Regions from separate parts of the Mus musculus genome. Here regions 2, 3 and 4 are each linked to region 1. Evidence: chromatin contacts called from public HiChIP or PLAC-seq and Micro-C data. All regions are on one chromosome and are shown on one strand. Each heading gives the region's core, a stretch centred on a gene start, on an enhancer-like site or on the middle of the called end of the contact. The rest is flanking DNA. Distances are from core to core; before and after follow the strand shown. Region 1 has its middle 43 kb from the start of Gm46687. Region 2 has its middle 96 kb from the start of Gm34187. Region 3 has its middle 110 kb from the start of Gm14635. Region 4 has its middle 11 kb from the start of Gm26314.

Region 1 (3,028 bases), core at 215-2,714:
CTCACGACCCTCTCAGGGCTCCCAGCCGCGGAGGCGCTGGGGTGAAGCCCCCTCCTTGCTTCGTTTTCTAAAGTGCCTGCAAATACAAAAGCGGTTCCGTAATGCCTTCCGTCTGCGAGAGCCGGAGGACCTTGGCTGACCTTTCGGAAACTGATTGCAACTGCCTGTTAACAGCCCGTACTGACCGCACTGAGCGGAGCGGAGGACAATCATTTAAGTGACAGACGGCGAGGTGGCCCCGGCTCAGTTGAGCGGCCTGGTTAAGCCCTCCCCTCCCCCCTCCCCAGCTACTCCCCCAGCTCCGGGTGCACTGCGGGCCGTGGCCAGCTCTCTGGAGAGCGGGGAGGGCGCACCGTGAGCGCCTGTGAGTGTGAGTGCGTGTCTGCGATTATGGGCCGAAGGGTTAACCCTTTGCAGAACGCCGCCGGGGTCCTTTGAAGCCGAGCGCTGCCGGCTTAATCTGCCATTTGCAGAAGAGGAATAAAGAGGCTGCCTTGTCCTACTACCCCTAATGGGTAAACTGTACTCTCTTAGCGTGACCCGGTCACTGTCCCTGCTGCTGCCGAGGAAAGATCTCGACCCTTGGATCTTCTGCCATGGCGCTATGTAACCTCCCTGCGCTTTCCTCTTTTTCCTCACAGAAACAAGGAACAGCGCGGGGACAGCGCAAAGCGTCCAAAGGCTTTAAGGTTCGCGATGCAGTGGACGTGGGTGTTCCTGGTGTTTTCTGTTTTGGAAACTGGAAAAAGGGGAGGTGGGCTCACAGCAGGAAGGGCAGGTGGGGGAGGGGGAGGCTGGTGACAGGGCACCTCGGGCTTCTCTCTCTCTCTCTCTCTCTCTCTCTCTCTCTCTCTCTCTCTCTCTCTCTCTCTCTCTCTCTCTCTCTCTCTCTCTCTCTCTCTCTCTCTCTCTCTCTCTCTCTCTCTCTCTCTCTCTCTCTCTCTGGAGAGATCGCCAGCTGCTCTCCAACAGGCAGCGCCCTGAAATCTATTTAAAGAGAGGGAAAGGGGAGGAGAACAAAGGGGGAGGAGGGGGGCGGCGAGAGAGCAGGGAGGATCCGCCGCTCCGCGGGCACATCAAGCGCTCACATCTGTACACTCCGCGATCGATGGGGAGAATGGATAATATTTGTCAGCTGCAGACCTTTCTCTTCCCGGTTCCCAGGAAGGGGAGGGGGCAAGGGAGGGGGAGGGGCAGGCAGACCAGGCGAGAGAGGCCGCGTCAAGGACAGCGCGCCTCCCGCTGCAGCCGCACGGAAACCCAGTGCCCAGAAAGCCGGCAGATTTTTTTCTCTTATTATCATTATTAATTATTTTTTATTATTCCACAGCAGCCAGCGAGCGCTCAGCCGCGCCCCTCCCCCGCTCGCCTGCCGCCTCCCTTTGTTGATTTTCAGCTGCAAGCGTGGCGGGCCCGAGCCACCGCCGCCGCGGAGCACGATTTGCTCTTGCGCCCTGGGTCGCAGCTGCGGCCCAGGAAGTCAGGGCTCCGCCCCCGCCCCCGCCCCCCGAGGCGCGGCAGATCCTGTCCACCAAGCGCGCGCGCGCGCGCGCGCACACACACACACACACACACACACACACACACACACACACACACACACACACACACACACACACACTCATCGGTGGCCAGCCACCAGGCTATCCTAGCAGTACTTTGCTGCGGCTTTGCGTCCCCCAAAGCCCAGGCGCTGGCTGCCTCGACCAGGAGCCAGCCGTGGGCCGCACACCGGCCTTCACCACCCCCTTCCCCGGCCGCGGCACTCTGATGCCGCCACCCTCACACATGGTCTTCATTTAGCACACTAGCGGCTCGCTTCCTCTCTGCTCTTCTCCTCGGGGCTTTTCAGAGCGAGGAGGGAGGTTTAGAGGAAGTTAGAAACCTTGTGAGCCCACGGGGAAGGGGGAAACCCTCGTTAGCAGTCTGAGCTTCCGAGACGGAGGGGAGCGTCCTACGGGGGATAGGACAGAGCCTAGGTGCCCTCCCCTCCCTTGAATGTTAGGAAGGCTAAGTGAGAGGTGGCAGTCTCACCCATTCGTCCTTTTGCCTGTTAGACCTTATATCGCTAACCTAGTGGTGCCCTCAGCTAGTTGGAGACGGATTGGGTAGGGTGGAGTGGGAGTTGATGGGACAGGCAGTCAACGAATGAGACCTAAGATAGCTCAGACTGACCCAACCGTAATGGCTAGCTCACCAAACCTTTCCCATTCACCCCAGGTTGAAAACCTAAAACGGATGACCCACCAATTGGCCTGGGTCCACTGTGTTGCGGAAGATGGAGGAGGGGAGCTGCAGAGATTCGGGGTTTATTTGTATACCCTCATCCTCCTGCGATACCAAGCCAGCCAGAGGTGGCGTCCCTGACTGCTCTGCGGTCCTGGGCAGGGCAGGAAGCTGGCGCGGCCGCCGACTGGGCAGGCACCACTTGGCCTAGCCCGCTGTTCGCTGGAACTCGCGAAGCACCATCACTCTGAGTTGAGTTCCCGAGACTCCGGCCTGGTCACCCTGAGCTGTTTTCCTCCCACATCGTCAGTTGGCCTCTCTCGCAAGTCTCCTGATCTCCCGCCATCTGCTTTTCCCTTCCTTGACCGATCTCTGGAACTTCGAAATACATTCAACCGCCTTTTCTGAGATTCAAAGTTTTGTGTTTCCCCAGGGGTTAGCAGCCTAATGCTTCCCCCGTTTCCCGGAACAAAGCAAGTATTCAGCCGGGAGGGGGGCAGGCTGAGTATCCTCTCCCAGCAGCGCCTGGCGCCTGTGCAGGTTCAGAACACTCTCTTTTGAATGCAGGTGCCTTGGTGTGAGTGAGTGTGTGTGTGTGTGTGTGTGTGTGTGTGTGTGTGGTGGTGGGGGGGGGGGGGCTTTCTTTCCTCCGTCTCTCCGGGGAGCCCGAGAGGACACTTGTGTTTAGGCGAGGTTCTCACCCCGAGCTAGGAGGGCACACACTCGGCTGTTTACAGTGTGTCTGCTGCTGGAGATCACTTGCCCACACTTGACAGCGCGGGGCACCCTCAGGCTGCCAGAT
Region 2 (3,028 bases), core at 221-2,720, 510 kb after region 1:
GTGTGTGTGTGTGTGTGTGTGTGTGTGTGTGTGTCTGACAGTGAGGGGCGTTGGATGTCTACTTGAGTTAGGACCTTTCTTTCCTACACTTAACCCTGGACAAGCTTTCTCACTTAGCGTGCTTTCTAACGGAGCACTGCAATGATAGTTATGACTTAGGACTCAGGAGGCATATGACCTTCAACTAGAACCTGCCTGGTCTCAGGTTCAGGGAAATGGGACTCAGCATCCCTGTCGAGTCCCAAGGTCCTTTGGCTGGAGTTGCTTCCAGGACGGCTTCCAGCTAAGCTTCCCAGAAGCCTGAGTGGAAAATCTCGTCCATTTCCATTATGCAAATACAAGAAGCGGAAGTTTATCAAACTGGGGCTTTGTACCTCGAAAGTGGGTGTGCCAGCATGGGGGGCTATAAAGGCTTTATTGCCACAAGTTTGGGGTGATTGCTTCCCTCGCAAATGCCGGGAGCAGGATTGAATTATGCAGGTCTTCCAAACAGGTGGCAATAAAAACTTTACAGTCTCCCACACCATCACATATTTTGTTTATGCCTCTTAGGTGTCTTATTTTGTTAGAGGCTTTTTCTTCCTTTTTTTTTTTAACTCTTCTGTTACTATGGAAACAGAAATAGGTGGAGGTGTTTCTGGCTACCTGTTTTGGTAGATGGAACGCAAGTGAACTATCACTGGGCACTCTGATAGATGGAATAACTGACGTCTGGGGAGGGTAGGAACTAATTAGTTCTGGAATATCATAGCTCTTGAATTCTTTCTTTGGGGAAGAGAGGGAGTGAAGGGGAACATGTCCATTTCACAGATGGTAAAACAGAGGGACAAAACAGGTCTTTTTTGCAGTCAGCAAGCCAGAAGAAAACAGCAAAAGGGCCAAGAAACTTAGTGTCTGGTTTTCTAGGGCTGCAAAGCCAAAATTAGTGATGCCCTTTTGGTAACCTGAGGTCAGACTGCAGTGACATCTGCTGGCAGAGACAGAAGTGGCCCTAGCAGGATTTTCCGTTGCTGGCAACTGCCAGGCCAGGAGCTTGTGGGTCTGTCTGGTTCCCAGTGTTGGCTCCTAGGTGACTTCCTTGGCTGGGAAAGAGAGTTGCACAGCCCTCCCCTTGTCCTGACTGAGTTAAGAGAAGCAGAGTGAGATGGTGAGTCATGGATGTTGTGAGGACTTGGGTCCAGATCCCAGATACCCTTCCCTATTCTAGAAGGTACAAGTCACTGGCCGGTGGGAGGAAATATCCAAGATAGGTTTGTTGGTTCTTGTTGCTAACCAGAGAGTTCTCTCGCTTGGGGGTCCTGGGTCTCTTTTTGGAGAGGTTCCAACTCTTATTTTTTACAGGAAAACTAGGATGAAGAAGGCAGTTAAAGGCAGTTCCAAGGAATTCGAATGATGCCCAGAGACATTGTCAGCAACTGCAGAGAAGAGGAGCCCCTGAAGGGAGAACATGTCCCTTGGGGACACTCATGTACACGATGGCATCCTCACTAGAATGAGGAAGTTGGTGGGGGAGCTCACTGATATTAAGGAAGATCTTAGTTCATAACCTCCCTGTAAACTTGACAAATACCCAGTCCTACCCTGAGTCTTGGCTTCCCCATTTAAGAGAGCCTGATTTTATTACTGTCCTAGCTCTGTGCCTTGGAGACATGTGATAATCATCTACATCTGTAGACTATGACACCCAACAAAGGGCTGTCAGACATTCCTGTTTACCTGGGATGTCCTATGTCAGTGACATCCTTGCCTGTTTTGGATAACTGGTTAGGCCTAGGAAGCTCTGTCTAACCATGTTAACCTATGGCAATGGTTCTCCAACACTGTGTAGACCTGGGCTGGTTCGGCAGCAGCTTGTTACCCTGTAAATGACAACCTAACACAGAAATCAAGAAAAGACATTTTAGAACTTCAATGTGTCAGAGCCATTCTATGTCCTATTGACTCCAAAGGCCATTAAAACTTAGGGTTTAAAAATATGGAATCCCCCGTCCTATAGTTGTTCATTTTTTGTTGTTTTTGTTGTTGTATTTCACAAGAGATTTGTCTGTGAAAGTTTCGGGGAGGGGAGTAACCTAACAAGAAATAACAGGTCCTTCACCACAAATCATTTGAGAAGCACTCTCTTGTGGGGTCCTTTGGCTAGCTTCCTATAGCTTCCTATAGTGAGCTGTCCCTGCCTCTGGGACATCACTTGGGCAGCTAGGCACAGCTAGCTATTTTCTCACCAAATGAAGTTGTGAATGACCGTCTCTGTCAGAAAGGCCTGTTCCATGCTGCTGGCCAGGCTGGCCATAGTTTAATGGGGGATATTCATCCAGCTGTTGGTGCTCTCTTAGCCTCACTGGGACACACCTGCCTCCCAAGGTGGCTCCTGAGACCTCTGTTCTCTCCATCTTCCCAGGCTTTGAAAGCTGGGTGAGAAATCCAAAAGGCCCCCTCCCAGCTCTCTTTTGGTTCTGCCCTAAGTGGACCTGAGTGAATGGAAGGAGCTATTGAACAAGCAAATGAGCTTTCATGATCTACTTCATTAGGCTGTGAATCCCTGGACCTACTATCCACACAGGCCCAACTTAGGCTTGTTTTTCATCTGTGTGCATCACTTCAGGGGTCTGCCCCTCCTTATGCTAGGCCCATTCCTATGGACCTACTTGTCCAGGTGCTGTGTCCTGTAGTACACTCTTTGGGCTGAGCCTGCAGAATTTGGTGGGGGTTGTTTATGATTGAAAGGTTGTGACTTAAAGCCAGTTATCTCTCTTAGCCTCTCTCCTCGGAATCTGGTAGGCCACATCATACATATTAAGTTGTTTGTAGTACTGGTTATGATCGAAGTGAGGAAGGGCCCCCAAAACATTCTTAGGAATTGAGATCTGATTTTGTTTTCTACTTTCTGTGGTCTTGAGAAATTAAAGGTACAGCTTCCATGATCTTGTATGTAATCTGGGGATTACAAAAATCTCCTTCATATGCTTGCCCTAGATAAAAAAAAAGGATGCTGGGGGGAGAGGCATACAGTGGGGACAGGACACAT
Region 3 (3,028 bases), core at 382-2,881, 330 kb before region 1:
AGATGAGAAACCTGGCAGCAGCCAAGGGCACTGGCATGGCGAGATGGGGGCTTACAGCTGGTTGTGGTTTTACAGAAGACCCCAGCTCAGGCCCAGTTTGGTGGTGCAAGCCTATTAGGTTCTTTTTGGTAAATCTCTGTTGCCTCCATAATTATAAGTCCCCTCTTCGCACTGGGCCACCTGGTTGGGGTGACAGGAAGTCTTCAGGCCAGCTCTGAGCAAGCTGTGCAGAGCAGTCAAATAACTTGTTCTGTCAATTCAGTGACATTCCCTGCTCTGTCCTTTTAAGAACTCCAGCTGCTGCAGCTCACAGGGAAGTTTGCCTAAGGCAAATGCAGCAGGATTCCTAGAGCGGGTTGTTCTAACCTTCTAGTTTGACTGGAGGGAGGCAGGCTTCCCAAATCAGCAGCCGGATGAGTGGGACTCAGGTGTCAGGGCTAGAGCATCACCTCTGTGGGTGCAGCCATGGGGATGCCAGAATTGCCCAATCTGCGAGACGGAGTGAGATTGGATTTTTATTCCAGCCACCCCTCTCTAATCTCCAGAGTCTGACTCTAAGAGCTCATGATCAAGGCCCCTCTGACAAGCACATAACCTGAGGTGCACGCTAACGTGCAGGCCTGGTGACCCCAGACTGTGGTCTCCTGAAAGGCCAGATGCTCGCTCCTATATCCATGTTCCAGCCAGGTCTGTCACTCTCTTCCAAAGTTAACAAACAGCCCTGCCCCAGGCGTTTAAATCATAGATCACACAATGACTGCACCCTTCCTGCCCCAGCTGATGTGCATAAAGCAGACTATGACCTGTTAGCCTCGCTGCAAGGGAGAGTCCAGCCACCTGGCTGGAGTGGGGACGGTGTTTGGGTTCAGACAGCTCTTTACAGATGGGCCAAGTATTTGACAGAATGATAGTGGTGGGCAGAGCCAGGTTGGCTGGTAGTGGACTGCCTTTGTGGCTTTCAGAGCTGCTGCAGATCCAACAGGAAGAAGGCTGGGAGGAGGGGCGAGGAGGGGGAGGGGAAAGCTTAAGGAGGGTGGGGAAAGGCTGGGAGGAAGGACAACAAAGCTGGGAGATGAAGGATGGGGAGAGGGGTGAGCTGCACCTGGCCTTGAGGCCAGGCTGGCTTGTGTGGGGCATCCTGCTCTGTGGGGGCGGGGTGGCAGGGCCACCGTGGGAGAGGAAGGCCCCACAATGTTTCAGGGCAGCCGGGAGCTTCAGGGTTGAGAGTTCTCCGGGAGGACCTTGCTGTACTCCTAGTTCCGGAAGGCAGGGGTGGAGGTTGTGGGAGACAGCAGGCTGGGGAAAGACTGCTTGCCTTGGGTTGTGGGTCAGCCTCTGGGCACTGGCTCAGAGGATGCTACAGCCACTGAGACCTCTCCCAGGCCTCCGGAGGTTCACCCAGCCTAGGGTCCTGTGGCCTGCTAATGCCAGCCAGCGTAGGCACCAGTAGGCTTTGCATGGGATTTTCTTCCCTAGTCCCTTCCAGCTGCCCTCATCGACCTCCCCTGCCTTTGCAGCTGATTCGAAGAGCACCCACTGAAGCATGGTCAGTGCCTCTTCTCTGGCTCAGCCTCTGCCTCCTTGGGACACTGGGACACTACTGTGCAGCTGCTGGGATGGCTCAGGCCACCCACTAGACATTTGCTATGCTAGACGGACCGAGCAAATCAAACTGCAGCTGAACCCTGGACCTCCCCCCTCCCCACAGGGAACAAATAAGGGCAACGTCAGCGTTAGCTGGCTCACACTGTACAGGTCTTTTCCCTCCTCACTGCTGGCTACCTTCTTCTCTTCCTGTTCCAGTGGATGGAAGCCATTCATCAGACCTAGATTATTGGTTGTGTGCAGTCTTGAAATTTCCATTTCCCTCAACAGTTTCCCACATCCTGTAGGCGGGCCTGCTTACAACCAGAAGCAGTGAAGAGAACCGGAGAGAGGAATGGGAACGCGGAGCAGAGACAAAGAGGGCAGCTCTACCTCTCAGAAGAATGCCCCCTCTGATATGAAAAAAAAAAGTGACAAGCGACCCTCCAGACAGCTCCCTCCCCCTCAGAAAGTGTTAATCCATCTCATAGGGAGAGTTGGGCTTCCCCACAGGCCATTTCCCTGGGCCTCCCCGGCTGGGGATCAGGCCTGTTGTTAATAAGTAATGACAGCCTGGCTCCTCCACGGAGTCCCCTGGGCTTTTGTGTCAGAACCATCTTCCTTCACTGCCGCTTGAGCTGACAGGGCTCCAGCTCCGGCAGGCTGCTGTGAACGCAGGCCAGCCTCCACCAGAATGTCCCACGTCATCGCCTCTGGCCCCATGGGTAGTCATCAGTCCCTCCTCCCATCTCAGGTGAAGATGACATCAGCCCCCGAGGGAACCTGGTAGCCTCTAACAGTAAGCGAGGGGCCTTGCCCTGGTGATCGGGTGGAACCATCAAGGCCTAAGACTGTGGTGAGGCTCTGGCTCATCGCTCTGCTTTGTGAGGGAGTCAGCTCAGAAGGGTTGTTGCTGTTGGCGAAGCTTTTAAGATACCCCAGAAATCAGGAAAATCAGGTAGAAAGTTCTGTTCCTAGTCTGACTTAGGTAACAACAGCACATTGAGTCCGGTATATTTACCAAGAAAGGGTTCACAAATGAAAGAAAATGCCTTTGCTGGTTCCTGTTTTCAAATACAGTGGTGTCCAGGGTCCCTGGCCTTGGCATATTTAGGTGGTATTGGGGATGGGGAGGGACCAGGAGCCTGGAAATCCTGTAAAAGCCATGGTTACGGGCGTGGCTCTGTTCCAGATTTGCTAGCATTTGCAAGGTCCAAGAAGCAAGAGCCAACCAGGCAAGAGGGTTAATGAGTGAGATCTGGAGTCCAAAGCATCATGAACCATTTGTAGAAAATACAAGCCATAGTTAGTTAGCCCAAGCCCTCCTTTAGCTTTTCCCCTCACTATGTGAGGCTGGCGCTGACAGTGTGTTCTTTGCAGCATCACTATCATCCATCACCCCAGTCAGAGAATAGTTAGGGGCTAAGAATGGACCTCAGCAGTG
Region 4 (3,028 bases), core at 335-2,834, 300 kb after region 1:
GGGGGTCCTGGCCTGGCCACTGAGGGCTGACCTCAGAATAGATCCAGATGTCAACCAGCTTGAGAGAAAAGAAGACTGAGGTAAGGAGCACCAAGACAGGCCCTGCTGGCCTAGGAGCACTGTGGACACCCCTGTGTATCCCAGGCCTGTCATCTAAGGTGCACAGTTATCTCTGAGGACTTCCTCCTCCTGTGCTGTTTCCACTGCACAGGGATCCAGGCCCTCTTGGTCCCATGCATTTTTTATTTTGCTATATTCTTTCCATTGTTCTGATGTGAATAATTTAAAGTGATACAAAAGGGGACCTATTAACTCCCGGACCCCACCCCCACCCCCGGAGCCCATCTCTTTCCTGTTGTGCCCTGTTGTGCCTGCAACACCCTCTTGAACCTTTTCCTCAGGTCAACACATGCACATGCAAACTCGTTCCTCCTCCCTGCTCAGGTCTCAGTGGACAGCGGATGTGACATTTTTGTGTCTGACTCTCTCAAGCCTCTCTCATCGCCTTTCGCTCCTTGCATTCTCTGAGGTAGTACATGTGAGGAAAGAGCTGTTTCAATTTGAGAAGTAGCTTGATCTCTCTCTCTCTCTCTCTCTCTCTCTCTCTCTCTCTCTCTCATCACACATGGTGTGGCACTCCCTCGGGGGCTACCCAGGGAAAAGGGAAGAAACAGTTGCAGACAAGATTTGTCCCTTTGCTCTCGATGAAGGCATGCAGGGTGAGTTTTGGAGTCATAGCCACTTAGGGGATTTTGTGTGTAGCCTGGATCTTCCAGGCGAAGGCAGAGCTGCAGCTGGCTGCTGGCATTGTCTGCAAAGCAGCCTTGAACCAGGAAGCAGGCTGGACTCATCAGGAGAAGGCATAGCCAGGATTTCCTGAAGGTTCTGGCCTCGAGCCTGTAACCCAGCACTGTCCAATAGAAATAGAACTTGAACAGCATTCAAAAGAAAACAGGCGAGGGTAATTTGAATAATATATTTTATTTATTACCATTTATCCAAAATATTACCATCTCAGTATGTAATGTAGGCAAAAAAGATATTAATGAGGTGTTCCACATTATTTTCTTGAAACTGAGCCTTAGAAATCCCCCTGCGTCTTTCACACTTAACAGCAAATCTCAATTTAGAACTGACCACATCTAAGCAAGCTCAATAGCCACATACAGCTGGTGGCAAGCATACAGTGATAGTCTAGCCTAACCAAGCCTGGAGGCCGCACTCCAGCCTGCTGCTTAATCAGTGGCATGCAAATGCCCGCTTCCAGTACACTTGAGGAGCTGGAGAGGGGCCCCGCGAAGAGCGCACAAAATCAGCCTCCCTGCGTTACTATTGCTAGCACTGTTCATCCTTAATGCGCTGGCAGAGCTGGAGTCCAGCCCTGTTGCCAGTGGCTTCCAGTTCACACACAGGGCTCTGCTGGGAAATTGTTGACCCACATTCTCTTTTCGGGGAGCTAAGTATATAGTCTCCAAGTGATCTGGCCCTGTCCCCCAGCTGGGGCCTCACCTCCTAGGTATGTGTTTCTCCCCCTTGCCTTAGGTCCCAGCACCCCTCTGGCCTGTCCCTTCTATATATAGCTCTCTGTGGTGACAGCTGGCCCTGGGATGACTCATCAGCCACCGTGGGTGTCTCCGGACGGAACCCTGAACATTTATTCATAGGGTGTTTTAGCAGCTTCTGGTCTCTTCCTATCAAGTCCTGTCTTGGGGAATTGTCCTTAAAAAAAAAAACAAAAACAAAAACGTGGAGATTGAGGATTTGATTAACAAGTAGGCCTCTAGCTGCAGCTCTCTGGGGGCTGTGCAGGCTTGACTTGGAGAAGTCTGTCAATGGTAAGGAATCAATCCCCTCTCGGATGTCTTGGATAGGAGCATTTCTCGCCTTTGTTCTGAATGCCTAACTAGCCCTGGACTGCCTTGGCAGTGGGGCCCAGGAGATTCCAGCTCCTTTCTGAAGTTTCTAGGGCTTCTCACAGGACTGCTGGTAAAGCCTATCTCTTGTTAGTGGGCCATCAAGGCAGTTGGCAATACTGGGCCAAGGAAGGCAGTTTGGCTCACCTGAGTGCCACCCTGGGCAAGTCCTTTCCCGTAGCTGAGCTTCTGATTTCTCTTTTGCATGACCACTGACCACTGTACCACTGTACCACTGTGAGGGGCCTCCTGTGACAACTGTCATTACTGTCCAGCCAGACCTATTACTTCTGTTTCCCCCAAAACAAACCAAAGTGAGGATTTGTAGGGGAATCCAGACACACTATAAGGGCAGAGCAGAAGTAGGGTGAGAAGGGGAGAGAGCCAACCAATTGTAAAGTTCTCTACAAAGTGCCTTACTCAATTTGGGCTACTACAGCCAAAAACCATAGGCATGGTAGCCGACAAGACATTGAAGTAGTCCTCACAGTTTTAGAGGTTGGGGGTCAGTTCTGGGGAGACTCCTTTCTAGGGTGTTCCTCCTTGCACCCTTGTATGTGTAAAGAGGGAGGAACTCTGAGGTCTCTTTGGCCAAGGTACTAGACACATTGGGCAGGGTTCTACCACCCTCACCAGAGTGCATCATCTCCCAAAGGTCTCATCACCTTAAGAGTTGAGATTTCCCTTCATGAATTTAGAGGACAGACCATTCCTTTTGTAACAAGAGACTCACCCTAGCTTCAGCCCATAGTGAGTTCTGGAGGGGGAAGTTACACGACTCATCTGTCTTAAATGTTGGAATGAATCAGGCCTTTCTGGCAATCAGGAACCCTACTGTTGAGTTACTTCCCATGTGTGTGTGGGGGGGTATGTGTGTTGTGGTGTGTGTGTATGTGTGTGTGTGTGTGTGTATGTGTATGGTGTGTGTGTGTGTTGTGTGTTGTGTGTTTGTGTGTGTGGTGTGTATGGTGTGGGTGTGTGTTGTGTGTTTGTGTGTGTGTGTGTGTATGGTGTGTGTGTGTGTTTGTGTGTGTGTGTGTGTGTGTGTGTGTGTGTGTGTGTGTATTTGAGATAAGGTCTCACTATGTAGCTTTGGCTGGCCTGGGACTCACTAT

What was found. HiChIP or PLAC-seq counts read pairs in DNA pulled down with a chosen protein or histone mark. A called contact is a pair of places that touch in the nucleus more often than the background predicts.
Region 2: a RAD21 HiChIP or PLAC-seq map of pro-B cells shows a contact between it and region 1, with 7 times the contacts expected there. The contact joins two enhancer-like sites. A contact is called at or near these places in 2 of 15 datasets of contacts at CTCF or cohesin (large pre-B cells and pro-B cells), 26 of 484 Hi-C or Micro-C datasets (the AML12 cell line, B cells, the C10 cell line and 15 more), 22 of 115 datasets of contacts at active chromatin or transcription factors (the 230-238 cell line, the SCID.adh cell line, T-cell acute lymphoblastic leukemia and 15 more) and 1 of 9 other capture datasets (embryonic stem cells).
Region 3: an H3K27ac HiChIP or PLAC-seq map of differentiating embryonic stem cells shows a contact between it and region 1, with 2.3 times the contacts expected there. The contact joins two enhancer-like sites. A contact is called at or near these places in 1 of 484 Hi-C or Micro-C datasets (embryonic stem cells) and 3 of 115 datasets of contacts at active chromatin or transcription factors (differentiating embryonic stem cells, forebrain and pancreatic cancer cells).
Region 4: a Micro-C map of the HL-1 cell line shows a contact between it and region 1, with 5 times the contacts expected there. The contact joins two enhancer-like sites. A contact is called at or near these places in 3 of 484 Hi-C or Micro-C datasets (B cells, the HL-1 cell line and myocytes) and 5 of 115 datasets of contacts at active chromatin or transcription factors (astrocytes, embryonic forebrain, memory CD8 T cells and 2 more).

What each region holds. Positions count from the first base shown.
Region 1 is chrX:12,134,062-12,137,089 of GRCm38.p6, reverse strand. It overlaps a transcript of Bcor not described here. Among named protein-coding and RNA genes, the nearest start is that of Gm46687, 43 kb to the right of the region's middle. Within about 2 kb of position 1,464, at least 257 of the 459 cell types and tissues checked have an H3K27ac peak or open chromatin away from gene starts, as enhancers often do. A contact at or near this core is called in the HL-1 cell line, differentiating embryonic stem cells, myocytes and 2 more, where this site is marked.
Region 2 is chrX:11,628,058-11,631,085 of GRCm38.p6, reverse strand. No RefSeq gene overlaps it. Among named protein-coding and RNA genes, the nearest start is that of Gm34187, 96 kb to the right of the region's middle. Within about 2 kb of position 1,470, at least 6 of the 459 cell types and tissues checked have an H3K27ac peak or open chromatin away from gene starts, as enhancers often do. A contact at or near this core is called in pro-B cells, where this site is marked.
Region 3 is chrX:12,465,729-12,468,756 of GRCm38.p6, reverse strand. No RefSeq gene overlaps it. Among named protein-coding and RNA genes, the nearest start is that of Gm14635, 110 kb to the right of the region's middle. Within about 2 kb of position 1,631, at least 52 of the 459 cell types and tissues checked have an H3K27ac peak or open chromatin away from gene starts, as enhancers often do. A contact at or near this core is called in differentiating embryonic stem cells, where this site is marked.
Region 4 is chrX:11,838,312-11,841,339 of GRCm38.p6, reverse strand. No RefSeq gene overlaps it. Among named protein-coding and RNA genes, the nearest start is that of Gm26314, 11 kb to the left of the region's middle. Within about 2 kb of position 1,584, at least 59 of the 459 cell types and tissues checked have an H3K27ac peak or open chromatin away from gene starts, as enhancers often do. A contact at or near this core is called in the HL-1 cell line, myocytes and pancreatic cancer cells, where this site is marked.